2 separate regions of the Gossypium hirsutum genome follow, and region 1 is linked to region 2. The links are chromatin contacts, called in public Hi-C maps. All regions are on one chromosome and are shown on one strand. Each heading gives the region's core, a stretch centred on a gene start, on an enhancer-like site or on the middle of the called end of the contact. The rest is flanking DNA. Distances are from core to core; before and after follow the strand shown.

Evidence for each region. Hi-C and Micro-C count contacts between places; a contact is called where the count stands out from the background.
Region 1: a Hi-C map of leaf shows a contact between it and region 2, with 2.3 times the contacts expected there. The contact joins the promoter of LOC107945965 here to the promoter of LOC107888802 in region 2. A contact is called at or near these places in 7 of 34 Hi-C or Micro-C datasets (anther, callus and leaf).

Annotation. Positions count from the first base shown.
Region 1 is chrA11:109,534,157-109,540,370 of Gossypium_hirsutum_v2.1, reverse strand. It overlaps LOC107945965 (rubredoxin), which reads right to left and starts at 4,695. Exons shown (of 1, transcript XM_016880141.2): 1 at 3,672-4,695. The coding sequence starts at 4,344. The coding sequence ends at 3,739. It overlaps LOC107955944 (probable transcription factor At3g04930), which reads right to left. Exons shown (of 1, transcript XM_016891722.2): 1 at 3,672-6,214. The coding sequence ends at 5,248. LOC107888726 (5'-3' exoribonuclease 4) reads left to right here. Exons shown (of 22, transcript XM_016812917.2): 14 at 203-331; 15 at 450-526; 16 at 616-656; 17 at 753-827; 18 at 964-1,115; 19 at 1,214-1,318; 20 at 1,410-1,485; 21 at 1,667-1,749; 22 at 1,905-2,921. The coding sequence ends at 2,604.
Region 2 is chrA11:109,254,493-109,260,755 of Gossypium_hirsutum_v2.1, reverse strand. It overlaps LOC107888802 (DNA damage-repair/toleration protein DRT102), which reads left to right and starts at 3,253. Exons shown (of 1, transcript XM_016813032.2): 1 at 3,253-4,614. The coding sequence starts at 3,546. The coding sequence ends at 4,472. It overlaps LOC107888796 (zeta-carotene desaturase, chloroplastic/chromoplastic), which reads right to left. Exons shown (of 14, transcript XM_016813020.2): 12 at 6,030-6,102; 13 at 5,362-5,526; 14 at 4,833-5,148. The coding sequence ends at 4,987.

The sequences.
Region 1 (6,214 bases), core at 3,446-5,945, 280 kb before region 2:
GTTTTAGGTTTTAGTCACGGTCAAGGAGAGCCAGGTATTTGGTATCTGATACTCTTTCTGTAGCTCAAACTGCAGTTGGCTTCTGCTGTATATACATGTCTAGTAGGACTACCAAACAAATAGTCCAAAATATGCTACATGTCTTGCAATATGGCTTTTTTATTCAGTTAGTCTAAAGTGGCATCTACACTGTTTCCTTCAGGTTTTATCCATATCATTATGCTCCATTTACTTCGGATCTTACAGATCTAGCTGATTTGGAAATAACATTTTTCATGGGAGAGCCATTTAAACCCTTTGACCAGCTCATGGGAACACTGCCAGCTGCCAGGTTTCTTTGCTTTATATTTGTTGTCTATAAGTATGTAGCATTTTACGTCAAATATTTCTTTTTGGTTCTGGTTTACTGTTGCTTATGCTATACTATTTTATCTCTTATCATGTTATAGTTATAAAGCTTTGCCTGAAGAGTATGGGAAACTGATGACTGATCCATCATCACCTATCTATAATTTCTATCCCACTGGTAAGAAGTCAATCAGCTCTTGGCGGTCTCTTTGTCTTGTGAGATTCCTCCCCTCTTGTAAAGTTCACTGAGATTTCTTTATGCGACAGATTTTGAGATTGACATGCATGGAAAACGCTTTGCATGGCAGGTGTATTCTTATCTAGAAATTTAACTTATTTTTATTTATTTTCCTCATGCATTTCAACAAAAAATTGTGGACTCTTACCCTTTTTCTTTCCACCAGGGTGTTGTAAAATTGCCATTCATTGATGAGAAGAAGTTGCTTTCTGCAACAAGAAAGCTTGAAGCTACTTTAACGGTCTGAATGGTTGTTTTAGATTAGCAAGCTTAATTTCTAATTTATGCATGTGAAATATCCTGGAGTCTTCTTTCATGCACTCTTGTTCTTACAATGTTTTTGGTTGATTCATTATTCTAACCCTTAATATCTACAGGCTGAAGAGCAGATTCGGAACAGTGTGATGCTTGATCTGCTATATGTCCATCCCCTTCATCCTTTGGCTTCTCAAGTGATTTCGTATTATCAAATGTACCATCATGTTCGCCCCCATGAAAGATTCTTATGGCCAATCGACACAAATGCTAGGTTGGTTAATCTAACTGTTAATTGTTGAGTGTTCACATTTGAAATAATTTTTAGGGAACATCTGTTGGTTTTACATCCTCCTAAATTGTCCTTCACAGCGGTGGAATGAATGGATTTCTTTGGTTATCTGAAAGGAATGGTTGGCAACATGTAGTCTCTTCCCCTGTCAAGGGTTTGCCGCATATAGAATTTAACCAAGTGTTGTAAGTCTTCCATGGTTCTATTTCCATTTTTTGTCTTGAACGCTTGTATAAATTTATCCTAATTATTTTTCATGCATTTTTTTCTTTGCAGGAATGTTACATATCTTAATCCTTTACATCATAAACATATTCCAAGACTTCCACAGGGTGTTTTGGTACCCATAAAGGTATGACTTTTTGACACAGGCGTAGGCTTAAATTTATTAGGTATAATTAGGGAACAAAAGGATGCACAAGATTACCATTGAACTTTCTTTTATGGTACTCTCTCATCCTGAGAAACATTACATAGCATTGTGGATCCCTCAGCAGAGTTTACTTTTAAACACATGCATGTCACTCTTGCAGGTTCTAACACCATTGGACATCAAACCTTTTCCTGTATTATGGCATGAAGACAATGGTGGCCGGCGCCAGCAAGGCAGAGATCGGTGAGAATTGTAGCATAATTTTAGAGATCTGTTACCATACTAGTAAAATTTGCCATCAATTTAGTGCCAGTGCTGTTAGGACCTCAGAATTTATTCAAAGGCCTTCATAGCTGCTGGTGGTTACTAGGATATTCATTGTTAAATTTGTTTGACAGGGCACTGGTACCTGGTGCAATCATTGGGCCTCAGCTAGGAGAGGCAGCACACCGTCTTGTCAAGAATACTCTTAATATAAAATCAAAGGGACCATCCTCTTGGTTGTTCGAGCAACCATCTTTTAATATGTCAAGCAACTACACCAGCATTAGACCAAGACCCGCTGGACCAGCAGGTTATGAAAGGGGCTTTCTTGATGACCCAAACCATTATTATTGCAGCCAGCCACGTGTGACTGGACCATTAAGTTATGGAAGGGGATACGGTAATGGCGCAAATTACTATAGTCAACACAACCATCCTCAAGGTATATCGGGTAACCCAAGACATCCATCATCCAATGGTATGCAAGTAAAAAACAACTTCAGGGCACAGGATAGATTACAGAATCAGGACCGTTATTGTGATTTGAGGACTGGAATGTCTGCTTTGTCATTTGAGGGAAGTGCCAGAGGTAGAGCACATGCAGAGATGTCTTCGAAAATGCCAAATTCTAGGTGCCTGCAAAATCTAGATCTCCTGTCTGAGCAGAACACAGGTGCTGCTCCCCTACCACCCAATACATGGATAGGTAAACCGGTGAATGTAAACCCTGGAAGTTGCTTAAAACAAGAAAACGCATCTAGTGGAGCGTACGAGAAGCAGACGAAGAAGGTTTATCAGATTAAGACTCGTCCATCTCCTGTAAATCGGCAGTGATCATGATATCGGATGGTGTTGTTGTTGCCTATTTCTTTGACACAGGCGTGTACATTCACTAATTGTCAAATTTTTAACTTATAGTGTATCAAAGTCATGCAAACCGTTGCGTAGTTTAAACCATAGGCTCCCATCACACAACTAAAACTAGGACTGTTATGTCGATAATGTCATTTATATGTTCAAGTTGTACAAATAGGCATAATCATATTGTAGATCTCAGTTTACAGTATAGCATTGGCAAGAGCCGGAACTGGCAAAGCCACCTGTTGTGTTTTGTAACTTAACGGAGAAAATATGATTGGTATTGTTTCTCATTTCAAGGATGCCCCTTTCATTGCTTATTCTATTACAACCAGGATAGACATGATTGTATGACAAGTTTACTTGTGTTCCATTACAAGTATGTAAATCACAACCTATCATTGCCACTTTGTTTTTGTAAATGCATTTATATTTATATTTTGAAGAAGTTTGTAAGTGTAGGTACAATTACAAATAATATGTTCGAGATATATTTAGACATGATATACATCTGAGGAAATTCACATGATATTTGGCATAGGGAATTTGGACATTCAAAGTTTTAAATTCAACTTTATCAACATTTTGCCTTTTATAATTCATCATGATTTACAATCTTAAGAAGTATAATATAATCTTTTTTTTAAAACCGAAGCTTCTAACAAACTTGGTAAATGAATGAGGACCAAAGCTCAAATTACTACAAAACAAAGCCTAGAAACAAGGCCTAAAAGCTGGTAAACCTAAAGCTCAGGGTGTTAGAATAGTTGCCATGGGGAAGGATCATTCAATATCTAAGATTCTACAATCTTGATTTGCAGATAATTTCAAAGTGCTTGAAAGTTGAAACCATAAAATCTCTTTTTGGATTAATGTTTGCCAATGGTACCATGATCTATTCAAAACCCTTGAATTTTATATTTTAAGCATGCATGGAGCAACGAAATGCCAAGCAAACTAAAATGACGCACAAAAATCAAAGAAGCTTCGATTTTTTTTTCGGGGGGGGGGGGGGGCGGGGGGGCGTTTGATGGATTTTCCTATTTGCAGAAAAATATACCTTTAAGGCAAAGAAAAATTACAGAAATTTATATTATGCACCCTACCTACCTATTGCAAAAAGTAGCCACTCAAGAAGAGCACAAAGAAGAAGAACAAACTGCCATAAATTAAGAGGGCTTTTTGACCAGAAGTAAGAGCATTGCCCCCTAAACCAAATTGCTGATTCTGAGCAAACCCAGCAATCTCAACACTCTTACTCACAAAGAAAGACTTTGCAGCCCCACAGGTAGGGCATCTCCAATCATCAGGCAGCTTATCAAACTGAAACCCTGGTGGAATTGGATAGGAAGGATCACCCACTGCTTCATCATACTTGAACCCACATGACCTGCACTCATATATCCCTGTGTTCAACACTGCAAACTTCTCTTCTAACCTGCGTTTGTCAATCGTCTCTTCTCCCCCACTTGTTTCTTCCACTGATGGAGATTGTTTGTTTTCTGGGTCAGAAGTTGGGGTTTCTTGACTGTCTTCTTTAGAGACATCAATGGAACGAACGGTGAAATGGGATTGGTTTCTATGGGTTTGGATGATGTTGGGAGGAATTCTGGAGAGGAGTTTATGGGGGGGAAAGAGATTAGGTTTTTTGGGCTTGGGACAAGGTTGGGTTAAGTGGTGAAGAGGAAAAATGAGTCTTGCTGTTGCAGATGCCATTTCAACGGAGGATTTCTCTTTCTATTTTTACTGATTTTGGGTTTTGGCGTCAGACTTGGTTTAGTGATATTTTTGGCAGTGGGTGGAGGAGAAATGAAAGGGATCCATGGAAGGGAAGGAGCATATGCTCTTTTCCTGTTTGAAAAAAATAGAAGGATTTGGATAAGGTGAGGCACCTGTCTCTCTGTCTACCATGCAACTTCTTGTTATGGGGCTAATTTTTTGTTTTGACTTGGATAAGCCTGGTTTTCGCTTGGGCTCGAACTCCTCATTTTCCTTTTTACTAAGGAAAGGTAGAAATTGTTACAGGATCAAAAACGAAGTTTTGATCCCGAGACTGATATCAAAGATTTTGCCACCTCACCATGGTATGTGGAATCGACATTTAATTTTACAAACAAAATAATAGATGGATTGGATCTGGGATAACCCAAGAAATTATATATATGGATAATGTGAATCAAATAGCCTGAAACCTAATCATTCAATTTTGCAGCCCTTCTTTTCTATTATGCTCATATAAAAACCACACTATAGTGTCTTCCCTCTGAAACTACCAAACATTTACCCATGACATCAACTTGACCATAGTGTCTTCCCTCTGAAACTACCAAACATTTACCCATGACATCAAATCAAGTTGAATAAGCTTCAGCTTCAAAATAACCAGAACTCATTATTCCAAAACCCAAAAAGCATTCTGTCAAGGCTTTACATTAATCGTAACATAACATCCTCTAAGCAAGTGAACCCAACTCATGTTTGAATATATCATATATTGTACACAAATGTGAAAAAAATACTACAACAAACAAACTAAGCAAAGCAGAACCATCATTTCAATCAAATCAACAGAAACCCAAAAGCCACTTACTTCCCTACACTATATCAGCTTATCCAAAATCACCCATTCATTGACCGGAGCTCCTCCAAAGCCGCCTTAATCTCATCCTGCACCAGCTCCACCCGTTTCGAATAAACTTCCAACTCCATTATCTGCAGCTTTCTCCATCTTTCATCCATCCATTCCCCATTGCCCCCACCGCCCCCCAAACACAATGGCATTGCATTCATCACCAATCCACTGATCCCTCTTTCTCCATATCCCCCTCCTCCTACCATTACACTACCTAACAACTCCTTAAACAAGGGTGTTACACAACTCCTCACGGTCTCCTCTATGACCCCGGCCGCCCCCGTGTTAGCTCCTCCTCCACTGCTACCAACACCAAGTGCTTCTACATTACCATTATCATTATTAACCCTATCATTAGAGTTACTATCCATATGCACAATTCCATCGTTTACATCTCTTTTTTCCTCCATTTTCACTCCTTTATTTCTCGACCTTTTCTTCGTGGCTGCTGGTTTCTGTGTCAAATTCTTTTTCTCTCCACTTTCATCGATCAAACTAGCGTTGTTATTATTGTTATTTTCGTCATCATCTAAGACATTATCTTCTACTTTGCTAACACCATCACTCCAGATCCTTCTAGAAATTTCAAAAGTAGCTTGATCATGAGGGCTTTTGAAGGAAAATTCTTTACCTGAACAGATCTTGCTAATCACGTTCCTATATTTCTTCTTCAACCTTCGAAGCTTCTCCACTAATTGATTCTTGTTGAAATCCAGCTGGAGTTTCGATTTGATTTGATCGTAAAACAAAGCCGTATCGTGATGGTGATGGTGAGAAGTAGAAGAAGGATTTGAGCTCGTTTTCAACATTGTGTAATCGAGGAACCCTTGGAGAAGCTCGATCTCGTCTTCGTCGGTCCATAACCGTTGAAATAACCGTCGCGAATCGTCCAATTGCTGCGGCGGCGGAGTTTTTTTCTCCGCCACGACAGAATCGACGCGTTGGCGTTTGGAA
Region 2 (6,263 bases), core at 2,004-4,503:
ATTCTTTTTCTGGCTATTGTGACACTAGTCCAACTCTTCAATGTACTCTTACCCCACCACCACAAGTTGGCCACAAACTCAACTACTCTCTCTACACGTTTGCCTTGCAAGTTTAATATAAGTATTGTTGTCAATGCAGGAAAACGTGGGTTCAAGCGCGTTGAAATGTATTATCCTCCTATTTATGAATTGGGGAGGAGTTATGGGTAGTAAAAAAAAACATATATAATCAAAACATATAATGAGATTGTTTAAAAAAACCAAAACTAATGGAAACTTACCATTACTCTCTTATGTGGCCAGCTAAACAATTACCTAATGGTACATGGGTCACTTTTAACCCACATTTTGAACTTTAATTATTTTGATTGAAAAAATAAAATTAATTATTTAAATAAATAATTTACACAAACTCTATTTTAATTTATTAAAATCATGACAGTTTTTAGCATATTGGAATGCATGTTTAATTTTCATTCTAAATAATTAACTAACATGAACTCCTAATTTAATTTAATTTCATATTCATTATGTAATCCAATTAAATAAATATTTGAAGTGATTAGATTAATGCTAGATCAAACTAATCATTAAATCAAGAAAGCATCTATTACTCCCATAAATAAATCTAGTGAATTGTTTTTCCTTATTCAATCTTTTATGATTTCGAACAATTGTTAAAATTAAATGTAAAGATGTTAAGAGTTATATTGAATTAGTGAAAAATTTGGATGGACATATATAAGTTGGGTTACAATAACATGTAATTAAGTGATGATTTTTCTTCTATTAATGACATAATTATTAGTCATGGAGTCCAATTTACTTGAAGTATTATGACAAAACTCTAAATTATATACCATTACGAAAATTAACAAGTAAAGATTATCTTGTCATATGTGTATTAAATCACTTGTGATCCCTTTATGTTTTATCCGTTCAAAAAGTTATATACCATGGTGTAAATAATATATTACTGATTAAATAATTTAAGTGACTTCCATATGACCCTTAGTTAACTTCCATTTACCTCAATCATATAACACCTTTATGATGATACTCTTGACTTCTTAGTCATAACTCCAATGTACTAACCTTTTGCTTACTACTTTGTCACGCATTGGTTATCAATATATTTTAGCTTGAATGCCTTTCTGTCCACTTGCTAGGTGGAGTCCTTTTGTAACTTGATTTCCACAAATTTTCACTTCTTTATATTTTCATAAGTCAGCCATAATTCAGATTATAGAACTTCAATTGACATAATTCAAGATGCACTTGAAAGCTAACAAAAAGATTTACCAATATATTAAATTACTTGACCTGAATCCTATTGAAATATCTCCAAAACTCAACAAATGAATTTTTTTCTCTCAAAAAGCTTGCAATCTTTGCTTTCAACAATTTTATCTTCTTCACTATCTTCAAACACCAGCACAAGTGCTCATTCAAAAATCCATAAAAAAAAAATTCAATCGCCAAAAATAATAATTATGTTGATTCTCAATCAACAATAATAATAGGCTAAAAGAAATATGGTAAAAAAGATGGATAAAGAGAAATAAGTAAAGGATGAACGTAGAACTTGAAAGGTAAATGGTAAGATGCAATTGATAATATTATAAGGTAATAGAAATTACATAATCTGGTGTTATGTTTTAATCATGTTGTCGGGGTTTGATCTTTACTCACGGGAATAGAACATATTTCATGAGCAATCATTTATTTGTTCGGAAAGTCTCGCAACAAGAGAATTAGTCCTTGCTGTCGGCGATGAATGCCCTAGTTACGAACAAAAAAGAAACAGCGGTGGCTTCCTTTCTCCAGGCTTTATGAGCCGATTCTTTTATGACTTCCCCTCGGCTTCTTCGTGCTTTGTTGTCGACCAGTCACCGATTGAGGCTCGCCGAATTTTGCTGAGGGTCTACCTCATCTGTTTGGACAGGGTTTTTGCCGCCGCCTTCAGTGTCTACCATTATGGTGGTTTTATTTACTATTTCTGTGTTTTTGGTGGTTTGTTGTTTGCATCTGTTGTTTTTTTCCGATCAGGGAAAGTCCGTCCAGTCAGGAGAGTATGTGATCTGCTGCTGGAATCATTGCGTTGTCGTGGAGTTGTTTAGCTTCAGTAGTCGACACCTTTGCCTTTGGGCGGCCCGGTTTCCTGATGATACGAGGAAGGTCTTTGCTTCTAACATGTATCTGTTTTGCTTCGAAATAGTGGTTCTGGTTGTTGTTCATGACTGTGCTTATGGCGTTACTCAATTGGCCCTCATTCGTCTAATCCACTTGATGTGCGGATGGTGTTGCTCGCTTCAGAATTATTTCCTAAGGTTAAAGTTTTGGTTTGTTCTGCCTTTGAGCTTTTTCTCTGGGGTTGAGCCTATTGGCTCATCGAGTTGAGGTGGTGCTTACACTATTGATTTGTTGTAACCTCTTTGTATAAAGCTCTTCATAGATTGATTCTTTAACCCAATTAATATGGAGATTGTTATTAATGTAGGAGTACGTGAGTTTGAGAATGATAAAATATATTATTTCTTTATTTATTTGTTGAGAACTCTTCATAGAAAATATTTTTACATTATCCAACTCCCTTCATTTTTCTTGGTTTAAAAAAAAAACTCATTTTTCTTTTAACTTTAGTATATTTAAAATAGGTTTAATTATTAAAATAGTCACTTTTATTTACCTCAAGTTACATTTTAATTATTTATATTTAAAATATTACATTTTAGTTACTTACGTTATCGTATTGTAACATTTTAATCACTGAGCCGTTAATTACCGTTAACGGTGTAACGGTAAGCTAACATGGCACGTTAAATCATCATTTCAAACAAAAATTTTAAGTTAATTTGTACAATTGATCCCTATATTTTTCGTTTTGAGCAATTTATTTTTTTCTTTTATATTCTTTTAACTTTTTTTTTTCATTTTCTTCCGCTTCTTCCTCTGTTTTCCTCCATCCTATATATTTTTTAACGTAATTTTTCTATATTTTCCATTTGTTTAAAATCAATCCTTATATTTTTATTTTTTTGAACAATTTAATTTTATTTGAGTGAGGCAAGCTTGTGAACTAGTTTTAAACAAATAGAAAATATAGAAAAATTACATTAAAAGAAACAGAGAAGGGAGAAAAATAAAGAGAGAAGAAGAGAATAAAAAAAAGAAAAAAAATTAAAAGAATATAAGAAAAATTAAATTACTCAAAATAAAAAAATATAAGGACCAATTACAGAATTTAATCTAAAATTTTCGTTTAAAATTATGATTTCACGTACAAATAAAAATAACTATTTTAATAATTTATTGAAAATTATTATTTAGTAGAATAGATATTTTATAGATTTGTTTCTTGTACACGTGGATATTTAATATTTGTAGCTGAATATGAATCAGATAAATTATATTTTAAGAAAATGTCATAAATTCATTTAAGGTTCTATCTATTTGAAGTGAGATCTATTGGCAATAGCCCCTTAATTTCCTCAACTTTCTTCTTAAGCTCACTGTAGTTACTCTCTACCTCCCACAGCCGCATCATGGCCGATTCCGCCACCGCGTCTTCCCCCCTAAAAGTCATCGCCGGAGCTGATTCTTTTGGCGCCGAGCTAAAAGACGCCATGGTATCCCACCTCCGCTCCCTCAACATAGAAGTCGAAGATCTCGGAATCACCTCCTACTACAACATCGGTGCTGAAGTCGGCCGTCGAGTATCTTCCGCCACCACCTCGCCCTCCTTGGAGACCCGTGGCCTCCTTGCTTGCGGAACGGGCGTCGGAGTCGGGATCTTCGCCAACAAATTCCCCGGCGTGTTCGCCACCACATGTCTCACTCCGGACGAAGCTCGCAACAATCGCTCCATCAATAACTGCAACGTCTTGGCACTCTCCGGCATGTCAACGTCCGCCGATACCGCTAAGGAAATCGTCGACACTTGGCTCAACACTCCTTTTAAAGCGCCGTGTCCGGCCTCTAAGTCCCAGCCTTGGCCGGAGGAAATCTCAAATTTTTTCGATGAATCGATGAATGAAATGCCTAAAATCGGTGCTTCTGAGAACACCCAAGCAGAAACCTGTGCTGTTTGTTGCTTGGTTAAGAACAGAGAACTGAATCCAATCGATATAATCCCTGGTGGGTCAATGAAGATATTGAGAGAAAGTCCCACATCGGCTATTATTAAATTTAAGGCTGGGAGTGTAGAACCAGCCCATCACCATACTTTCGGGCATTGCTTGCTGGTGATGAAAGGGAAAAAAAGTGTTTGGAATTTGAGTAAAAAGGAAAGATATGATTTGGGTGACGGGGACTACTTGTTCATTCCAGCTGGGGATGTTCATAGGGTGAAATACTACGAAGATACTGAGTTTTTCCTCAAATGGGATGGGAAGTGGGATATGTTCTTTGATGAAGATCTTGAAACTGCTAAAATTGCCATTGAGAAGGAATTGGCTAATGGCTCTGCTTGAAAGAATATTTTGACGTATGCAATCTGTGTCATGTATCTCATAGTGTGTATGTGTCTTGTGTAAAATATGTGGTTTCTGTTGTTGTGTGTGATAACTGAGCTTGTGTTTCAGTAATAAAGTTGATGGTATTAAATTACAATTACATAAATGTTTTGGTATTAAATTGTTGCATGCTGATTCTCTGTTTTATGCTTGTCCGAGGCCAAATTAAGGACAAGGTCTGCTAGAGGCAAATGACTTTTGTGGTTGCTATAAAGTTTATCTCTATACCATAGTTTTGATCTTATTCCTGAATTTCTTTTGCTTCCCAATGATTTGAAAATTAAACTAATTTCAACTCTAAAATCATTGCAGTCAGTGTCACAGATAAAGATAGGAGTCTTTTTTTTCTATATTTTTCTTGTAGCTTTGGTTACATAAATGCTACAATAATTAAAAAACATATTCCAGCCATAACCACCAGTCAGCCATTTGAGGAGGTTTGGGTATACTAGTGTATATATAAATGAACTATTTATACAAGGCTTAATTCATCAGAAGAAGTTTCCAACTGTTGATGAGATTCAATTGCAGCGAGTTTCTTTTGCAGGGCCACTAACTCTTCCCCAGCATCACATATGTAGGCTGATGCTTGCCTGCCAGACAAAGTTGCTCCTTCCATACTATCTATATAATCCTGCACACCAGTCATACCATGGAAAATTTATACTATTCCCCTTTTCAAAAGGTTTAAATCATTGTCAACTACTGTGTTGTAATTTGAAACAAAACTAACAAAGGGTCTTAATTTCATACATTTGGATATTTCCAGATCGGGTGAAGGGAAAAGATGTAATTGGTGTTTGGTAACCGAACATTTCGAAGATGGAAAAAGAAAAGTAGAAGTTACCTGCTTTGTATAAGATCCAGCAAGAAAGAAGTTCTTTATTGGTGTCTTCTGATCAGGTCTGAATGGATCTTTTCCAGGTCCTTCGCGATATAGAGATTGCCCGATTTTGACAACAGATGACCAAGTAATTTCTAAACCTTGGGATGATGGGAATAAAGCCAAAACCTGTCAAGAAAACAGGGTTATTAAAGATGTGATGATCATGAGAGTGACATTTCAATAAACTTAATAAAAAATAACAGTAATCACAAGCCATTAAACCCGCACAAGATTCATCACCTAGTCCCTGACCGTATTTGTTAATACATGAATACTTCACTAAACTTGCTGATATTGATGGTAAAAAAAAAATGTGACTACATGAGCAATGCTAAATTCTTTTCTCAATTCTCCATGTCTGCAATTACTTTAATATTATAGTGACTTGGTCACGGCTAATCAAACAATAGGCCCTAATGCACATATGAGCAAGTCACAGCTTTTGACACCAACATCAATTTGTGTGCCTATGAAGAAGAGTTTAAGCATTCAACCAAAAGCATGTTATAGAAACTAGTGGACCCAAAGACATCTGAGCTGTTCAGAAAGTGGAAATGGACTCAGACAAGCATTTTGCTCCACTGAAAATTGCAATGAAGTTAAGAAGAAGGGTTCCTAAGAAGTCTAACCTGCTTCGCTACTCTCTTTATGATTTCATCATTCGGCAATGGCATGTAAGGGTCACCTGGTGTCAAGACACATCTGAAAGACACCATCCAAACAAGCAATAACTCGGTCAAAACAGAAGCAGATGAAATCTCAACAGAATTATAGAAATACAGAAGCTCCTATGTACAGGTCATCAAATTTCTGTCCAAATCCAAATCCAACAATCAACATAATATAAATTATCAAAATAGTAT